Regions from separate parts of the Pan troglodytes genome. Here region 2 is linked to region 1. The links are chromatin contacts, called in public Hi-C maps. All regions are on one chromosome and are shown on one strand. The core of a region is the stretch at or near the end of the contact, and the rest is flanking DNA. Distances in the headings are between cores, read along the strand shown. Region 1 holds the start of LIMCH1 (LIM and calponin homology domains 1). Region 2 overlaps LIMCH1 (LIM and calponin homology domains 1).

Evidence for each region. A called contact is a pair of places that touch in the nucleus more often than the background predicts.
Region 2: a contact with region 1 is called in a Hi-C map of stem cell-derived neural progenitor cells, with 1.9 times the contacts expected there. The contact joins the enhancer-like site here to the promoter of LIMCH1 in region 1. A contact is called at or near these places in 1 of 7 Hi-C or Micro-C datasets (stem cell-derived neural progenitor cells) and 1 of 1 datasets of contacts at active chromatin or transcription factors (stem cell-derived excitatory neurons).

The regions. Positions count from the first base shown.
Region 1 is chr3:41,680,864-41,683,557 of NHGRI_mPanTro3-v2.0_pri, reverse strand. It overlaps LIMCH1 (LIM and calponin homology domains 1), which reads right to left and starts at 1,299. Exons shown (of 26, transcript XM_063808788.1): 1 at 1,104-1,299.
Region 2 is chr3:41,846,666-41,849,359 of NHGRI_mPanTro3-v2.0_pri, reverse strand. It overlaps LIMCH1 (LIM and calponin homology domains 1), which reads right to left. Exons shown (of 26, transcript XM_063808788.1): 3 at 2,227-2,296. Among named protein-coding and RNA genes, the nearest start is that of LIMCH1, 170 kb to the right of the region's middle. Within about 2 kb of position 1,384, at least 3 of the 24 cell types and tissues checked have an H3K27ac peak or open chromatin away from gene starts, as enhancers often do. A contact at or near this core is called in stem cell-derived neural progenitor cells, where this site is marked.

The sequences.
Region 1 (2,694 bases), core at 50-2,549:
GGGCTGAAGAGCTTCCAAACCGAGAGCGGGACAAGCCATTTGCGCAGCCCCGCGTCCTCTCAAGCGCCGGGATGAGGACGGCCGCCGCCGCCGCCGCCGCCGCCGCCGCCGCAGGAGCGCGCTCCCCGCCCCTTCCCGCCCGCCGGCCTCCCCTCCCCGCCTCTCCCCGCCCCCGGCCGGCGCAGGTCCCGGGAGAGCCGCGCGCTGCTAGAGGACGCCGCGGCAGCTGTTCCCAGCGCCGCCCGGGCTCCAACGCGCCGTGAGTGACCCGCGGGAGCGAGCGCGGAGGCGCCGGGAGCTTCTTCTCCTCCCCACCTTCGCGGGCCGCTCCGCCCCCGGGGAGGGGGAGCACAGCTACCGACTAAAAATAACCCGGAGCGAGCGCTGCGTGTCTCCCTCCCGCTCACACCCGGCCCGATAGAGGGAATCCGCTGGCCGCCCCGCACGTCCCTGCGCCCCGCCGGCTGCTGAGGGGCGGGCGGATGGGTCTGGCATCATATGGGAGACGCGCGCCCAGGGGGGCGCACCCGGGCCCGGGGGAGCGGGCGCTGCGGCACCGGAGCAGTAGGAAGCGCGGGCTCTGGCCGCGCAGCACCTGCAGTCCTTCCTGGCCGCAGAGGTAGGGGCAAGGCGGGGCAGCCCCTGGCCCGGCGCCGGGAAGTACACAGCCACCTGATCTTTTTGTAAGAAGAAAAAGAAAAACGACCCTGATGAGCTTTTCCTTCTCCAGGAAGGCTACCTGTGTCCTAGTCTGTCGATGCAGTCAACCAACAGTCACTGTGCACCTACTATGCGTCAGGCACTGGGCCAGGCGCTGGGGACGTAGAGATGGAAACACACACACACACACACACACCCTACACACCCTACACACACACACACACACACACACACACACACACACCCTACCTGGAAGTCCTTGCCCTCGAGGTATCTACATTGTAGACGGAATTGGGGGCCGGGACAGACAATAAACATGTAAATCAAAAGAAGATAATTGTGGCGGGTGTTGTTAAGATAAAAGAGGAGAAGATAATGACTTGGAAAGAAAAAGCGCGGGGTAATTTCCGATAGCCTTCCCCCCTTTTGGCTGGGAGGCTGACCTGTGAGTCCCGGTTCCATTAATGGGAGGTAGGCAGATGGTCAGTGAGCTGAAGAGAGACGTGCATTTATTTATCTCGTCCCTTCCTGCAGGTGGGTAGGGGTTTCCAGAAGGTTCCCCATCTCCTCTTGTCCCACTCAACCTCCCAGGCCTAGGTATGGTAAAGGCTTCCCCATCCCATTATGGTCTCCCGATCCGGCTCACTTCTTTCTAACCCTTCCTTTAAACTCTCCTTGGCCACTCCCACTTGAGCATGCCTTCTGTTTTGCACTACAGCCCAAGTGACGATCAAGGAAGGTGTCTGTAAGGAAATGTCCTGAAGAGGTGCCATGAGTGAGGGAGATTTAACTGTGTAACAATCTGGGGGAAGAATTCCAGATGGATGCCAAGGCCTTAAGGTAGGAATGAGCTTCCCCGTGGAGGAGCCCACAGCGGGCCAGCAAGACTGGAGCTGGTGTGGAGAGCACCAGGCGGGAATGATAGCATGGGAGAGGCAGGCCAGGTCCCGCCTGCGGGTGAGGGGGCACACACTACCTTTTAGATTGTTGCCTGGGTATCCCCTGGTAGGCCACCAGGGAGCTCTGACCTACGTGAGCCCAGCGCTGGGTCCGGAGGAGCTCAGTATTCTTGGCCTAACCTCAAGCTAATGGATTCCCGTCTTCAGAATGGCTGCTAACAAGAGGTTTCTGACGGTGGCTGGAGGTCCCTGGGTGCCTCAGCCTCTAAATCTCTGTTCCCCATCCAGAATACGAGTTCAATCTTTGTCCAATTCTGCTGCTATAATAGGGGAATGGAACAAAAAGCAGGCCTCAAATTCCACCATTACCAGCTTTGGAGTCAGACAGGCTTTAGTTTATTTGCTTTGAAAACACTTATGTGGCACTTATGCTGTGCCAGGCACTGTTCTAAGTGCATTACAAATAATTGACTAACTCAGTCCTTATTCCAGCCCTGTAAGATAGGACTGTTATCATCCCTATGAGGAAACCAAGGGACAGAGCTGGTGGACAGGGAGGGTTGGATTCAAGCCCAGACAGCCTGGCGCCAGATTTGCTCCTAACTGCACACCAAGCTGTCTTACCAGTCCTGTCCAGACTCCCACTTACAGTGTGTCCCTCAGTTTCCTCACCTAAAATGAGGTGGATATAGTCATCCAGCAGAATCATTGTGAAAGGCACGAACAAGGGGACTGAATGTAAACAGACCAAAGCTGGACCTGACAAACAAGCAGTTGCTGAGTACAGACCACTGATCCTCACCTCCACCCTGCTGTCCAAAACAGAGGGAGGGAAAAGTATACAAAGAAGAGATAAAGAAGGCAAGCATGGGAAAGGGCTAAAGACGTGTGGGCAGAAGATGACCTTGTTTCCATAAAGAAACATGGCAAAGCAAACAGTCCACAAAATGACTCTGGTACACTAATACAATATATGGCTTTGGGCAGTGATATGATCTGGCTCCGTGTCCCCACCCAAATCTCATCTTGAATTATAATCTGAATTGCAATCCCCACATGTTGAGGAAGGGACCTGGTGGGAGGTGATTAGATCATGGGAGCAGTTTCCACCGTGCTGTTCTCATGGTAGTGAATG
Region 2 (2,694 bases), core at 135-2,634, 170 kb before region 1:
AAACTGTCCAATAGACAGAACACGAGGTCTGGAGTTCAGGAGAGAGTACTTGATGAGAAATGCTGCTTTGGGTCAATATCATGGAGAGCTGAAGTCATGGACACAGTCAAGAATATGAGCATAGAAAGGGAGGCACAGGCATGACGCGAGAACCCTGGAAGTACATGAACATAACAGGGGGTTGCGGGATGGCGATCTGTTTCCCACCAGGGCCACAAGTGCTCTGGTTTTTGTGGAAATGTTGATCTGAAGGCAACTGGAGCAAAGGAAAAGAGTTTGACCAGATTTGTAGATTCAGGAGTCACTAGTGAATGGGTTACTAGGTGACTTTACTTAAGAAAGTATTTTTTTGGACTAAAGATGATAAATTAGTTAAGAAAATATAAATGATACAGGGTGACGGTAAGCGGGGGAGGTGTTCATTGAAAAGGGGCAAAAAAAAAAAAAGCGATAGCAAGGACAAAGTGAAAAGGAAATCCAAATGAAAAAAGAAAGTAGAGGAATACTAGTCAAGAACATAAATAGAAGGAAAGAAGATGAGGTCACCTTGTCTTCTTGTATCAAGTTGCCCAAATGCTCCAAGACAGAGGCAATATGTGAGAAACAACATTTGATCCATGATAGGAAATAATATAAAGACAAATGCATGTGCCCCTAACAGTTAATTTTACTAAAATTATTTATGATTTCCATTTTAAATTGAGGTTTTGAAACCCTCTTCTCTTTAGCTACTGGACTGGGAGTGACTTGTTTCTCCTCATCTGGATTTTCCTGGGGCCTTCCTTAGTTTTATGCTGCAAATTTTGCTTCTATAACATTAAACCCCAGAGCTCCAAGGTCCAGAGTTGCCATAGGCTTAGGGACAAACAGATGTTCATCAGGATCATTAAGACCTTGGCTTTAACATTTGGAAGAGGTGAATTTACTAAATGTTTTAAAATAATTGATATATGTATACACTGATATATAATACTTATATATTATTTATTTTATAGAACTATTCAAATATATTCCTTCCAAATATATGTATCTATCTCGATATTAACTAACTTATTTGGTTACATGATTCTGAAGAACAAAATTAGAAAGATTTTTAACGACTAATCACCAGCTCACTACCAACCAATATGGGGAATAAAATGCATCCACAGAAATAGCAGTTCTTAAAGAAAACATCTATTTCATTCACCTTGCTGAAACCATGTACCTTCCTACAAGGACCCCCCACAATTCTCAAACACAATTGGTTTTTTGTCACATCTAATTTCAATTAGTCATCGTGATATGGCTAAGAAGCTTTTTAACAACAATCAGTAAGGTCTACGTAGGATCTTGCTTAAATTCTTGACATTCTTCTCATTGCTTTCTGCAAAACTACATGCGCAGAAGGCGATCACAATGGAAACAATCAGTGAGTCATTACCGAGCTACATACTTCCTCTGCTCTGTGCGTGTGTGTGCGCGCGTGTGCACGCACGCACACATATGCCAATTCCTTCCAAAACTAAGAGTTGATTGTCTTCCTGATCTTGTACTTCTTTCCTTTTTCTACACAAAGGCAACATCGATGAAGCAATTAAAATCAGTTGCCAAGAATTATAAGACATATCAGTGCATGAAAAAAATATTCTGCTTCTAACCACATATGAACATGTAAGTTTTAGATTTTATGTGGATAGGTTCAGAAGGGCAAGGATTCTGCTTAAACAGTTCTCCAGATGACGTTAGACCACCTTAGTGCCCCAGTATGTCTTCAGGATAGTTGGTCTACAATTGTGGTATTTCAACCCAAGTAGATTATAATATTGAAAACAGCAATTTATTATAAAACTACTGTTTTCTTTTAAAATTCTCTTTCTCTCTACCTCCCCTACCCTCCATTCTAGGGGAATGCAGTGATGAACTGAAATGAGAAAACGTAATTAAAATCACATTCCTTCCCCAAGGGTCAACCTAATTATCAGCCTCTCACCCCAAAACAAATTTAGCTCTTTGAGAATGAAGGTCCTTATCACTCATGGAAAAAACACAAACAAAGATTAACATGCCATTTAGGCATGACTGCAATCTTTCATTTTAAGTGACCTCTTCGTTTAATGGATTCAATGCGTTCTCATTCAAGTGGAATATATATTGCAGGAGAGAACTGTAATAAATGGTGCTGTCATGACCCCTAGGTTAGAGCAAAGGAATATTGGAAAATAAATCTCAATTCCACATACTCACCAGTCCTGCAATGGGGGTAGGCAATCTATTGATCTTTTTAACAAGTCCTGGCTTTATAGCATTCAGCAACCTGTCATGAAAAAGGCAGAATGTCAAGTGAGACATAAAGCAAGATGGATCACACAAATCACCTTTATCCGGGGCTACAGCTAAATTGCTGGATAGGAAAAGCAGTGAATTTAAAGCATATAGTAAATCTCAATAATCTATCAGCCTTCATGCATATAAGTGAAGAGCTTTGCCAATATCAAGTTGGTCCATGGCAGGTGAAGTTTTAGAATTTAGAAATGTTGAGAGATGAGAAAAGGTAGAGACTGAGGAGGGCTTCAAGGAAAAGGACAAAGGGGAGAGCTGGATTGAGGTTGTGAGGGAATTATCTGGAACTGGAACCAGGTATTACAACTCAGGTAAGGCTTGTTGCCAATTTTCCTGGCTAAGACATGGGTCTCTCCAGGGATGCACTAAATT